Regions from separate parts of the Mus musculus genome. Here regions 1 and 2 are each linked to region 3. The links are chromatin contacts, called in public ChIA-PET and HiChIP or PLAC-seq maps. All regions are on one chromosome and are shown on one strand. Each heading gives the region's core, a stretch centred on a gene start, on an enhancer-like site or on the middle of the called end of the contact. The rest is flanking DNA. Distances are from core to core; before and after follow the strand shown.

Region 1 (4,377 bases), core at 947-3,446, 120 kb after region 3:
TTTACATACTGTTCTTATTATGTTTTCTGTCTCTCCCATAAAAATGTAAGCCTCATGAGAAAGGGGGCTTTGATGTGTTCATGACTCTACTATGAAATAGTCTCTCTGCTGGTTGAGGGGCGGAGGAATACAGCTTCTGATTCTTGAGTTCCATCTTATTCTTGACTTGATTTCTCCAAGTGTGCCTGCCATTTCTTCTGGAAACCCGGTGAGACTGCACAGTGGAGTCAGGGGCGCAAAGTGCTGTCCCATCTTGGTCAGCCACAGCAGGTCTGCATTCCCACTCCCACTCAGACCCTGACTTTCTCTATCTGTGGCTTTGCTCATGTTCCCTTTGCTTGTTTCTTTTTGTAGAAATGTTCCTTCATTCTTTAACACATGATCTGAGGTCACCTATTAAGGTTTTTCCTAGTAGCCTGGGCCACTGTCATTCCATTTCTGCCTTTGCATTGTCTTGTTGTTTTCTTTAATGAACAGTCTTCCCTAGGTTCATGTTTGTGTTTCTCATCTCTCCCTGATACTGCCACACACATCCCCAGACTTGTATGTGGCCAACACCTTACAGCTTCATGTTTAGTGGAATCTCCTCCGTGTTTCACTTCTTAGACTGCCAAATAGTAGCTAAATTCACGAACAGTTTTGCCACATAGACTTTTTGAAAATCAAGACCCCTTTAGGCTTCATGCCCAGCTTTATGTTTCTCTAGCAGATCTCTATTACTAGAGAGCATTATTGCTCGAGTTAATATTTGATAATAGCCAGAGTGTTTTAAGAAAAGAGAAGTCATTTCCAGTGCTGTTGACTGCAGTCATTGCTTAGATGATATGAGCAGCTTATGCTTTCAGTAAGGAAATATAAAGCATCCGCCTCCTCCCTTTCATCATTTAAAAAGTATACCAACCACATTCTCAGTGTTCTTTCAGGGTTTCCCTGGGATGCCTCCCTGTTCCTCAGTGTGCTGCCTGGCACTGTAGAGTGATGCAAAGACCTTGAGCTCACTGATCACTGTGAGGGCAGGCTTCCTTTGTCACTTGGGTAAATAGCTCAGTACTATAATAAACATGTCGTTGTGAGTTCTTAGAAGTGCATTGGCTGCAGTTTTCATGTATAGAGCATCCTGTATTATGTCTCCCCATGTACCACCTCACTGACTTGACCAACCACCAGCCATTGCTTAGCCTGGGGCAGAGCTACTGTCTCGGCTTCTGGAGCCTAGTACATACTCAGTATCTCATGTTGTGAAGCCTCAGCATAGCCCTTGTCTCTCTTGTAGCTCATGACGCTGAGGGGGTCTGTCCTGGAGGATGCCATTCCCTCCACGGCCAAGCACTCGACAGCCAGGGGATTGCCTCTGAAAGAGGTGCTGGAACACGTGATCCCAGAGCTCAACGTGCAGTGCCTGCGCTTGGCCTTCAACACACCCAAAGTCACAGAGCAGCTCATGAAACTGGACGAGCAAGGGGTAGGTGTGCAGTCCCTGCTGCTTGGGTTTCCTTCTGGGCTTCCAGTATAGACCGTGATGATTCTTCTTAGGTGGGAGAACTGTCCCGTTTACTGTAAAGGAGATTCGTTGTGATTGTTCATTTGACCGTCTCTGATTTGATTTCTCTATAACAAAGCTGATAGAGGGCTTTATCTGTGTTCTGCTCTTTCTGTGGTCACTGGCACATGCAATGGATTTCTGAGTATGTGGGGGGGAGACATAGTATTAAGTATAACAGTAAGTATAATGATGGGATTACATTACTAATACTTAGAGTGAGAATGGCAAGTACTGCTGAATGTGTTCATCAGAGGCTGTCCGAGGACTTTAAAATATGTTATCTCATGTTATCTTCCGACCTTGAGAGAATGGTACTGTCCCATGCCCAATTTATAGAAAAGGGATCTGAGGCATAGAGAAATTACATAATACATTCAATTTCTCACTCTATGAGTTAGAGAACCAGGATTTGAACACAGTTATCTGACTCTAAGCATGTGCTGTTAACTGTTCTAAAAGCTTAGACTTAAGAAAGCCTACTTTTTAATACTGCAGAGATGCATTTTACCTAGGACTTTTAAAAATTAAAACTATGGTATGAGTCAGAAGCTTTGTCAAAATGCTCAAGGTTGCTGCCTCCATTTCTGTGTTCCTGACCACAATGTCCTTTGATCAAGGTGCTTGGGTGAGTAGATGCCTGTGTAGAGAAAGGAAGAGGCTACTGTGACTGGAGACCACTGCCACTCGGCAGCGCTAGTGCATTCTGCTCACAGTGACTGAGCACACACCTCGTAGACATTCTGCCTATGTCACCTTCCTCAGAACGTCCTCAGTGTTTAGACATTTGCACCCTAGCAGTGGGTAAAAGTAGCTTGAACACTGCATGTAAAATGTAACTAGGTATGATGTCATTTGTGAATAAAATTTTATCTATGTTTCATTAACCCAAAATTCTGATTGTACTAAACTAAAATGAACACCTTCCAAAAATTAGTGTCATGGTCTTTTTAAGTCTTTATTTCCATTCACTGAACATATAAGGTGAACTAGAAGTTGGTAGAGCTTTCTGAATCCTCCTCCTCTGTCACCCTTACACAGTGTATCATAGCTACTGTCCCTTCCATGTAAATACACAAGGAATTTTGGGAGTGTCTGTTTGTCCGTGCTGCTGTAACTTTGACACGCTGCATCCTTCAGAAGGCGACTGCGTGAGCTGGAGTGCTCAGGACTGCCTTCCAGCACACACTCTGAACATGGATAAAGGAAGAGGGTGTGGGGTGGCCAGTGGCTTTATTAGTTCAGTCATTTCAATTATTGTGTTTGCCCAGGAGGGAGAAACCCGCTCAGGCATTGATAACTTGGTCTTATACTTAACATTCGCAATCTCTACAGATTAGATTGCTTCATAGAAAGACGGGGTTTTATTGCCAGTTCCCTTGTTTTAAACATATTAAATTTAAAAATTCATGCTCCAGTTGTGCATTTTTACGGGGCGTCTGGCACATTTTGTGTCCTCTTGGTGATTGCAGTGTGGGGGCCGCAGATGGTTGTGACCCGTGATGAAGTGTAATAGTAAGTATAGTGATGGCAGTTCATGATGGCATTACGTTCATGGTCCCTCCAGTACAGGAGCATCGCAGGAACTCCATGATGAGTTTAACTCAGTTACATTTGTTTAATTCACAGAATTGGCCATTATTCTCTAATTATCACTTCCCTATTTTTGGTTACTAAAATAATTTCGTCCTTCATAAATTATTAAGTATAATATATGGTAATTGTTATATTTGGTTAAATATTACAATATGGCCGCCAGTAGACCTAAAGGGAATTGTGAAGTGCGAGGACTTTCACTATTTATTCTGTGAGCTTTGATATTGTTTGGTCACTTGAGGTACTTTTCAGTTATGTCAGTCTTGTCTCCAGCAGTCAGTCAAATCCACCTGGGCCTCATCTACTTTTTGCATGGGGAATGATACATTGTGTCATGACCTGTTTTCAGGAGCTGATAAATGTGTAACACTCAGTACAACTCTAGGCTCTTGAAAAAGAGTCAAGGAATCTTAGGTGCTATTGATGGAAATAAAAAGTCACTTGTTATTTAAATGCATTGTCCTGTTTCATCTTTGTAAAGTCCTTTGGGAGCAGTCCTATTAAAAGTAAAATATTGTACTCTACAAGTCAGGGTAAGTGGAGCAACTCCACACACACTCCTTGTAGATTGATAAAGACTGTGGGAAATAAATAGGCCAGTAAAACACAGCTCATATCCATGAAAGAGACAATGCCATGCAGTATACCGTAACAGATGTCAGACTTAACGTAATAAACTTAAGATAACTGCAAACAGAGAGATCAAAGGCCGTGAGTCAGGATTGGCTGACAGGATCAGAATGAGGTGCCCCTTGAAGGGCAGAAGGACATGGTCAGATGTTCCAGACCAGAATCAGTAGGAACAAAGTCAAAGGCAAGGCTCCATGTGTTCACAGAGCAGCAAGCAGGCTCACCGAGCAAGCTGGAAACTTGGGTTGAGCTGTGACTAAGCCAGGTGCTGTGTGGAATGATTTACATGCGTTTTCCAGGCACAGACTTCATAGCCCACATTCCTGACCCCTGTTGCTGTGTGCCCCAGTCTACTCCTCCTAGAATGATGATCCAGATCTTAGAGGCTTCAGCACTCAGCATGAAGTAATGTGGTAAACCCAAATAGAATAGAGTAAGGCTGGCTTACGCATGTCAGAAGCACTTGCTAGTTTGTTGTAGAACGAATCAATAGTTCTGCTTCATTGGGAAATGTCAAGTCTCATATGCCTGGTAGTGATTTTGACTGAATGAATATTCATTTTAAAAGGTGTTCATTAAGAATATGAAAATGAAGATATGTTGTTTTTCAG
Region 2 (4,505 bases), core at 534-3,033, 70 kb before region 3:
ATTGTTTTGTGGTTCATTCAGAGCCCTGCTTCCTTTTATAATGAGTTCTGATCTCAGAAGATAGCTATTGAGAAATTAAAAAGCAGAGGGCTTTGTGCCAATAGCTCATGTTCCTGCAGCCTGGGAGTCTACTATCATTGGGTTCTTTATTTCTTCTTAGGCCTTCACCTCCTACCTCCTCATTCAGGACAGGAGGCCCAGGGTCTCACTCTTGCTAGGCAGTGCTCTACCACTGCCTTATACCCTCAGCTCTGACTAGTATCTTTTACCTAAGCCTTCTATATTACCTTCCTGTGATAATGTTATCATATAATAAATGTAGATTTCAGCTTGGCATGCTGTAAGCCCCTTGCATTTCTTTTCATGCACTCAGAAGCAGTTTGCACTGAGCTGTCTTCAGGGAAGAGTCCCTTTCTTAAGAGTGCCGGGAAAAGGATGCTCAAGATGTTTGCTGTCCTACTGCTGTCACCTGTGTGTCCCTAGGACTAAGTGGGAAGTCAGTGTTTTCTTAGCCTCACAAAGCAGAGTTGAGGGCTCAGTGGTGTAGAGGACTTGCGTAGCATTTGTGAGGCCCTGGGGTCAGTCCCCAGCATTCCTATCCTCTCTCCCCCTGAAAAACAGCCTACTGTGACTGACTCCCAAACTGTATCCTGCTGTACTCCTTGTCACCCAAAGACTGAGGGAAACACCAGTCTGCTCTTGAAATGCAGCTCTGTTTGGGGCTGGTCATTTTCCCCTTCCCACGCTCCCCTGGAGACTTCAGAAGAGCTCACTAGTTAGCATACTGGGCTCTAACTTCTAAGTAGCCTGTGGTTGATGTGTGTGCATTTGTGTGTGGTGATGGGGGTGGGGGTGTGACCCCTAGCTCAGTTGTGTGGGAGAACTATACCTAGGCTTGAATGGAGTTCCTAACCCTGACTCCAGATAGAGAAATTCCTACACTACTTCACAGTTTATTGTCATTTTTAAAATTAGGCCCTCAGTGCTGATGTGCGTCGGTAAAGGAAGGATGCCAACTGTATAAGGAAATGATGTTTCAGTGGGTGAGAGTCCTGGAGTACTAGCAGGGTCACAGAAAGGCTTGTTACAGTCTAATGCTTGCTCTGTTGGGATTGCTCTGGATCTGGCTTCAACGTACCGTATAGCCTGAAGCCCCTTGGGTAGGGTGTGTGCTGGGGAGAGAGGCCGTGAGGAGGCCTGGTTACTGCAGCCAGGCACCAGGGAAGCCTGGTGGGTGTCTTGGTAGGTGGTTATATCTTGCTTCTTTCCAGAGTGACTTTGTATGATCTTTGGATCTGTGTTAGTAGCTCTCTGTGGTCATTGAGATTTCACTTTGGATACGTGAAAGGGACAGAGCCCCCAGATCTTCAACACAGTTCTGTTTATTGAAGAAAGGTAGTTTAGAAGGAATCTAGAACTGGTTGCCTACAGGTAAAGGTCAGGCAATTTTGCAGTGTGGCTGGGACATGTCAATTCAGTTTGGTAATTGTATGATCCACTAAAAACATTGTACGAGAAACACAAGTGTATATAGTTTGGTGGTTTTAAGCCTACTTACCGTTTTGTGAAATAGAGCTCTAAGATTGAAAAACAAACAAAAAACCCAAAAACTTTTGTATCTGAAACTGTACATCATACAACTTTTACTTTCTTCTCCCTCCTATCCCAGCCCCTGGTGACTGCCAACTTTCTGTCTCTTTGATTTGGTTATCCCCAGACATCACACATAAGAGGAGTTAGGCAGTGTTTGCCCTTAAGTGACTGGCTTATCTCACTAGGCATGTCCTCAAGGAAGCCGGCGTGTAGTACATGGCCGTAGGATGGCTGTGTGGGTGGGATGTGTTTACCCCTTGCTGACTCTTAGTGGTTTTTGAGACAAGGCTTCTCTGTGTCACAGAACCTTGACTGACCTGGACTCACTCTGTAGACCAGGCTGGCCTCAAACTCTTAGAGATCTGTCTGCCTCTGCCTGAGTCTGGTTGGAAGCAGTGACACACAGCTGTCCTCAGAGCTTGCATGCAGTTCTTCTGCATGCTGACTTAGCAGTGACAGTGTTGGGCCATGTGTGGTGCTCGCTTTAGTTTTTTGAGGAGCTTTTCATACCATAACGTTTTCCATGGTAGTTGCACTTCAACTCTATAGTCTCAGCAGTAGGTCACCAAACTTGCAGTTTGTCCACATTCTCACCAATGCTTGCCACCACCCCCTTCTGTATTGTGGCTATGCAGGTACTTGAGGTGGAATCTCATTGTGTTGATGGCTCCTGGTGGGTAGTGCTGTTGCATGCCCTCTGATGGTTCTTGGTCATCATCTGTTCCAAGTACTCTGCCCATTTTTCTTTACTTTCTATTTTTCTTTTTTTTTAATTTTAAGAGTTAATTTGTATATTCTAGCTATCAGACCTTTATCAGATACGTAATTTACAAGTACTTCCTCTGTAGGTTCTTTTTTTCTCTTGGTTGTGTTCGAGGCAAGGAAGTTTTGAAAACATTTTATTCTTTGTATTTTATATGTATGAGTGTTTTGCTTTCAGTATTTGTGGACTGCATGCATGCCAAGTGCCCATAGAGGCTAAAGAGGGTGGTGGAGTCCCTGACGTTGGAGTTCTAGATGGTCGTGAGCCGCCATGTGAGTGCTGAGAACCGAACCTGGATCCTCTGGAGCCTCTGATCTGCTGAGCCATTACTCCAACTCCATGTTCAAACAGTTTAAGAGTTTTAGACTTTATCTAGACTCTTGACCCACTTTTGAGCTAATTTTTAATAACCTATAAGATAAGCTATATTCTTTTGCCTGTGGACCTCACACAGTTCCTAGCACCGACTGTTGAGAAGGCAACACTTTCCTTCCCCAGTGACTGGTGCTCAAGCTCCTTTGACTGTGTACTGGGTTCGTTTCCACAGAGGTGATTCCGTTCTGTTGGTGTTGGTTCCTTAGGGGGTACTTTTCATTTCACAGGGCTAGACATTGAGTGATAGGCACATGAAAAGCTAAAATAACGTTTCTGGGTTTTTTCTTTCTTTTGTTTGTTTTTTGAGGAGACCAGACACATTTGAAGAAGGCAGTAAAGTGATTTAAATGGCAAAATGTGTGTGAGGCCGTCTATCATTTGCAGGTAGTATGGTAAGGGTCATGTGTCCAGCATTTCCTGATTTGCAAAGAATGTGTACAGAGTCAGCATCTAGAGGAAGTTTCAGAAAGAACCTTGATGTAGTCCTGAAGATTGCATTAATTCAGTGGGTATGCTGTGTGTGTTCAGGCACGATACTGAGTAGAGGCCAGAGGTCAGCGTTGGTAAAGGGCAGACGTTAGCATTGGGTGTTGTGCTTTGGGTATCAGTTCTTTTTGTTTCTATTTTATTTCTTTGTTTGTTGTTTATTTATATTTTTGAGACAGGTCTCTCATTAGCCTGGAACTCCTGGACGAGGTGAGGCTGGCTGGCTGGCAAGGCCTAGGCTTCTCCCTGTCTCTACCTCCCATCACACTAGGGTCTCATGTGGGTCCTGCTGCTTTATATGCGTCTTTAATGAAGTCTCTAGAAACAATTTGAAATTTTTTTTTGAAGATTTATTTTGTATGTATGGCTGTATGCATTTATGTGTACCAAATGCTTGCCTGGTGCCCACTGAGGCTAGAAGAGGCATTGGATCCCCTGAGACTGGACTTACAGTCCACCTGTGAGCTGCTGTGTGAATGTCAGGAACCCAGGTCCTCTAGAAGAACAGTTAGTTAGTGCTCCTACCACTGAGCCATCTCTCCAAGCCTGGGTTTATTCACTAGTGAAAGCTACCTGTTTTACTTCTGATACAAAACAGTTATAGCTGTTTATTATGAAAATAGTCCTTATTAAATGTTCTTTATGCAGAGGAGAAAAGAAACAGTTTTTGTTTCTTGGTTTCCAAGGAGATACATTTTGGCAAAATTTATTTCATCAAGTGCTTTTCTAATTAAGAAAACTAAGGAAACTGCCTGTAATATATCTTGGCTGCAGTTTTCCTAAGACCCAGGGAATTATCCAGTCTTGGTTTCTCCCACTCCCACATCCAGTTTATTTCAAGGGAACTGAGCAACCTCCCTGGTCCTGGATAACCCTGGGTCTCGCTGTCAGCTGTTGGAAGAGCCATAACCTTCTAGACCTTAGTTATTAGCCTTTCATTTGTTCATGTAACAAGTCTGCTGCTCATTGTTGAATATCTATACACCAAGCATCCTTTCCTTTGAAAAAGAGGTGGGGTTGAGCTGAGTGAAGTTTCCTTTAGAGCCTATTGTTAATATTGCTGGAGTTAATTGTTGTATCCAGTGAGATTTAAGGCTTTGAGTAGTTGATGCTGGAAACATTTTTGAAAGCTCTGGAGAAAGAGATTTAGAGTTTTTGTTGCTGCTGCTGGTGGTTTGTTTTTGTTTTTGTTTTTTCTTTTCTCTTAAGACACTTTAGCAAGAAAACTCTGCAATGGTTAATGCTTAAACATTAGTTTTATGCTGATCCAAAAACAATTCCTACTTAG
Region 3 (4,105 bases), core at 1,108-3,607:
CACTGAAACTTACAGAGGAGAAAGTGGGGAAAAGCCTCGAAGATATGGGTACAGGGGAAAAATTCCTGAAGAGAACAGCAATGGCTTGTGCTGTAAGATCGAGAATCGACAAATGGGACCTCATAAAATTGTAGTGATTTCTTATCAGATACAACTTATAAGTATTTTCTCCCATTCTGTGGGTTGCCTTTTTACTCTGTTGGTCATCTTTCAAAGCTGAATTTTTTTAAAATTTATTTATTTATTAGGTATTTTCCTCGTTCACATTTTCAATGCTATTCCAAAAGTCCCCCATACCCACCCCCCAATCCCCTCCCCCCCCCTCCCCCCCAGCCCTGGGGTTCCCCATGCACTGGGGCATATAAAGTTTGCAAGTCCTATGGGCCTCTCTTTCCAGTGATGGCCGACTAGGCCATCTTTTGATACATATGCAGCTAGAGACAAGAGCTCCAGGGTACTGGCTAGTTCACACTTGTTGTTCCACCTATAGGGCTGCAGTTCCCCCCAGCTCCCTGAGTAATCTCTCCAGCTCCTCCATTGGGGGCCTTGTGGTCCATCCAATAGCTGACTGTGAGCATCCACTTCTGTGTTTGCTAGGCCCCGGCATAGTCTCACAAAAGACAGCTACATCTGGGTCCTTTCAGCAAAATCTTGCTAGTGTATGCAATGGTGTCAGCGCCTGGAAGCTGACCATGGGATGGATCCCTGTATATGGCAATCACTAGATGGTCCATCCCTTCGTCACGATTCGGGTGACAGTGGATGCTGGCGAGGGTGTGGAGAGGGAGGAGCACTCCTCCATTGTTGGTGGGATTGCAGGCTTGTACAACCACTCTGGAAATCAGTCTGGCGGTTCCTCAGAGAGTTGGACATGGTACTACCGGAAGATCCCACAGTGCCTCTCCTGGGCATGTATCCAGAGGATGTCCCGGCCGGTAGGGGGGACGCATGCTCCACTATGTTCATAGCAGCCTTGTTTGTAGTGGCCAGAGGCTGGAAAGAGCCCAGGTGCCCCTCGGCAGAGGAATGGATGAGGAGATATGGTGCATTTGCACAATGGAGTACTGCTCAGCTATTGAAAGGGGTGAATTTGTGAGATTCCTGGGCAAATGGATGGACCTGGAGGGTGTCATCCTGAGTGAGGTAACCCAATCACAAAGGAACTCGCACTATATGCACTCACTGATACGTGGATATTAGCCCAGAAACTTAGGATACCCAAGATAGAAGATACAATTTGCTAAACCCATGAAATTCAAGAGGAGCGAAGACCAAGGTGTGGACGCTTTGCCTCTTCTTGGAAGTGGGAGCAGGGCACCCATGGAGGGAGTTGCAGAGTCAAAGCTGAATTTTTATGAGAAACTTCATGTCTTAATTTTCTTCTTATTGTCTTGTCAGAGGTCAAATACCACGCAGTGAATCCATGACCTTTTTCTCAGGGAGGTTTTCTTTTGGGGTTTTGCATATGCATCTTTGACACACTTTTAGGGTTTGCATGTAAAGTTCCCGTTTTAGGGTTTTGCATATACATCTTTTAACATACTTTAAATTAAGGCTTGGTATGTAGAGTTCCTGTTTGATTGTGTGGCCTGCAGAGAGTCCTTTGGCCCCGAGGCATGGCACTCGTTGAATGAGACTATCAGGCAATGATCTCAGCAGCCTTGGTGAGCCCGTTGACCTTCTCTCTGAGGGGTTGCTTGGTTCTGGGTGCTCTGGCTGGTTTTTATGTCTGTCTGGATGCTATGATCACACTGTTTTGATTACTGTAGCTTTCTAATTTGTTTGATACTAGCAGGTGTGGTGCCTCCCATCACACTTGTTAGGTCCGTTTTCTAGATCACTTTGGCTATTTGCTTTCCTGAAACTCCATTGTAGGATTTTTTTTTTTTTTTTTGTAAGGGGTGGGGGTAGAAAATGTCCCAGAGTTTAGATAAGGATTGGATTATAGCTGTGGATTGCTTTAGGTAGTATGGCATCATAACAATTACATCTATTCTGTGCACACTGTGGGGAGGGGTCCTCTTATGTCTTTTTCTGCTTTGGTCACAGTTTTCACTGTTTTCTTTGAACTTAGTGTGGGTAGAATTATGTTTTCAGTGTTCTTTCCTAATGCTCACTGTATAGGGATTGCAGCTCAATTTTGTACCCAGCCAAGTATCCAAATTCATGTGTGAGTTCAGTTTTATTTTTGTGGCCTCTTTTGGACTTTGCATGTAATATCTGTAGATCGAGATAAGCTTAGTTTTTCTTTACAGCTTGAATGTCTGTTTCTTTTTCTCGCCTGAGTCCTCTGGTCAGACCTTCCGATACTCTAGTGGGTAGAAGTGAGGCTGTGGTCACATCCGTACCTTGTTTCTGGTCTCTGAGGAAATGCTTTGTCATCTCTGAGCGTCATTGTGGGTTTTCATGATTCGATTAAGTTGGGTGCTTTTCTTCTATTGCCAGTTTGTTCTTGTTTTCATTGTGAGGAGTATTGCATTTTGTCAATTGCTTTTCCCTTTACATCAGTTGAACTGATCATGGGGAGGGGGAGGTGTTTCATTGGTTCTCGTTGATGTGGTCTATTGCAGATTGATTTGCATGTAGCAAACCTCTGTACATTCCAGGAACCATTTCTACTTGGGCTCCTGTCTATAATCCTGTAACTATACTGCTCAGTTCAGTTTACTAGCATTTTCTTGAGGCTTCTTGTTATTTGTGCCCATTAGAGCTCCTGCCTGTAGGTTTCTTACAGTGTTGTTTAGAGCTGGCATCCACAGGCTATGGCCCGTAAGGATGTGTGCAGAGGTAAGCCCTTCTCTCCAGGCTTTTGAACGCTTTAGGATTGTCTTTTAAATGTTCATCTGGAAAACGACTTAGTTCAAACCCTTTCTTTGTCAGGAGATTTTTGTTTTGGTTTCTGCTTTCTGCTTTTCACTAGTCACAGCTCATTAAACTTATATTCTTCATAATATAGCTTTGGTACACTTTGTGGTTCTAGAAACCTGTCTACGTAATGTAAGTTATCCGACTTGCTAGCTTTCCTAACAGCCCTTTGTTTCTGTGAACTCAGGTAAACCGTCCCCACTCTGTTCGTGGTTTTAGTAACGAGAACCGTCCTCGCTTTGCCTTACTGTATGATCTTAGTAACTGTGAACCTTCCACACTGGAGAGTTCTACTCCCCCCTCCTCCCCAGAATAAACTTTTGGTCTCTGCTTTTTCTCATTGTTTTTCCTTCTCTCTGTTCTGTTTATTTCTGCTTCTGTCATTTCTTTCTCTCTTCCTAGCTTCTGTTTAGTTTCTTGTCTTTCTGGTTCTATAATTTGTATTAGCTCAGTGACTTGGCGTTCCCTTTATATCGAGTACTGTACATTTAGCCCTGTCTCCGCTGTAATATCTTGTGTTTTGAAATGTTGTATTTTATTCTCTTGTTTCAGTTAGCTGTTTACTAATGTATTGCTCAATATTGATGATGATTTTATGGTTTTTCTGGCTTTATTCCTGTAACTGACTTCTAACTTTTTTCTGTTGTGGTTGGGGAAGATATTTTGCATCATATCTAGCTTTAACAGTTTATTGCGACCTACTTCCTGGTCTGACTCTGGTTTATTCTGGACAATGTTAGAGAAGAGAGGCCACGATTGGCCTGCTAGTGCTCTGTGTGCAGTGGGTGTAGTTGCTTGCTTATGCTTCCTTCTGTTCAGCCCACTTCTATTTAGTATTGAAAGTAGAGAGCTAAAGTCTAGCACTTGCTATAGAGCTAGCCCTTGTTTTCAGGATTTTAAAATATTTTGGTGATCTGCCATTAGATACACAATGCTTGCTGTGCTTTTAAATTTTTCCCTGTATGTGCAACCGCATTTGAATGTCTTCTTAGTCTTTCCCCCTCCCTTGTAGTCCTGACTCTCAATCCAAGAACTTTGGGAGTGTTAGGCAGACATTCTGTCTCTGAGTCGCACATCTCTAAGCCCTAACTCTTAAATGTCCAGTTCTTTAATATCTGCCTGTCATATGAAGGAACAAGGAAAATCAAAGCAAATGTGTACAGGCCTTTTAAAGTCTTCCAGTCACTTCAGCTGTGAGAAGAAAGGCTGAGAATTTTTGGTGAAAGGCACCACAGCAGTG

What was found. ChIA-PET counts read pairs in DNA pulled down with a chosen protein or histone mark. HiChIP or PLAC-seq counts read pairs in DNA pulled down with a chosen protein or histone mark.
Region 1: a contact with region 3 is called in an RNA polymerase II ChIA-PET map of memory CD8 T cells, with 2.7 times the contacts expected there. The contact joins two enhancer-like sites. A contact is called at or near these places in 4 of 115 datasets of contacts at active chromatin or transcription factors (CD8 T cells, extraembryonic endoderm stem cells, memory CD8 T cells and 1 more) and 2 of 9 other capture datasets (adipose tissue and liver).
Region 2: a BATF HiChIP or PLAC-seq map of CD8 T cells shows a contact between it and region 3, with 22 read pairs. The contact joins two enhancer-like sites. A contact is called at or near these places in 10 of 39 promoter capture datasets (the 3T3-L1 cell line, 3T3-L1-derived adipocytes, the C10 cell line and 6 more), 3 of 15 datasets of contacts at CTCF or cohesin (CD8 T cells, the G1E-ER4 cell line and the NIH/3T3 cell line), 47 of 484 Hi-C or Micro-C datasets (the C2C12 cell line, CD4 T cells, CD8 T cells and 34 more), 24 of 115 datasets of contacts at active chromatin or transcription factors (CD8 T cells, DN3 thymocytes, the HPC-7 cell line and 16 more) and 3 of 9 other capture datasets (adipose tissue, liver and pancreatic islet).

Annotation. Positions count from the first base shown.
Region 1 is chr12:82,361,670-82,366,046 of GRCm38.p6, forward strand. Sipa1l1 (signal-induced proliferation-associated 1 like 1) reads left to right here. Exons shown (of 21, transcript NM_172579.3): 4 at 1,274-1,462. Among named protein-coding and RNA genes, the nearest start is that of Gm30916, 28 kb to the right of the region's middle. Within about 2 kb of position 2,197, at least 2 of the 459 cell types and tissues checked have an H3K27ac peak or open chromatin away from gene starts, as enhancers often do. A contact at or near this core is called in memory CD8 T cells, where this site is marked.
Region 2 is chr12:82,174,123-82,178,627 of GRCm38.p6, forward strand. It overlaps a transcript of Sipa1l1 not described here. Among named protein-coding and RNA genes, the nearest start is that of Gm30799, 110 kb to the left of the region's middle. Within about 2 kb of position 1,784, at least 18 of the 459 cell types and tissues checked have an H3K27ac peak or open chromatin away from gene starts, as enhancers often do. A contact at or near this core is called in CD8 T cells, the SCID.adh cell line, Th2 cells and 2 more, where this site is marked.
Region 3 is chr12:82,243,079-82,247,183 of GRCm38.p6, forward strand. It overlaps a transcript of Sipa1l1 not described here. Among named protein-coding and RNA genes, the nearest start is that of Sipa1l1, 66 kb to the right of the region's middle. Within about 2 kb of position 2,358, at least 138 of the 459 cell types and tissues checked have an H3K27ac peak or open chromatin away from gene starts, as enhancers often do. A contact at or near this core is called in CD8 T cells, the SCID.adh cell line, Th2 cells and 3 more, where this site is marked.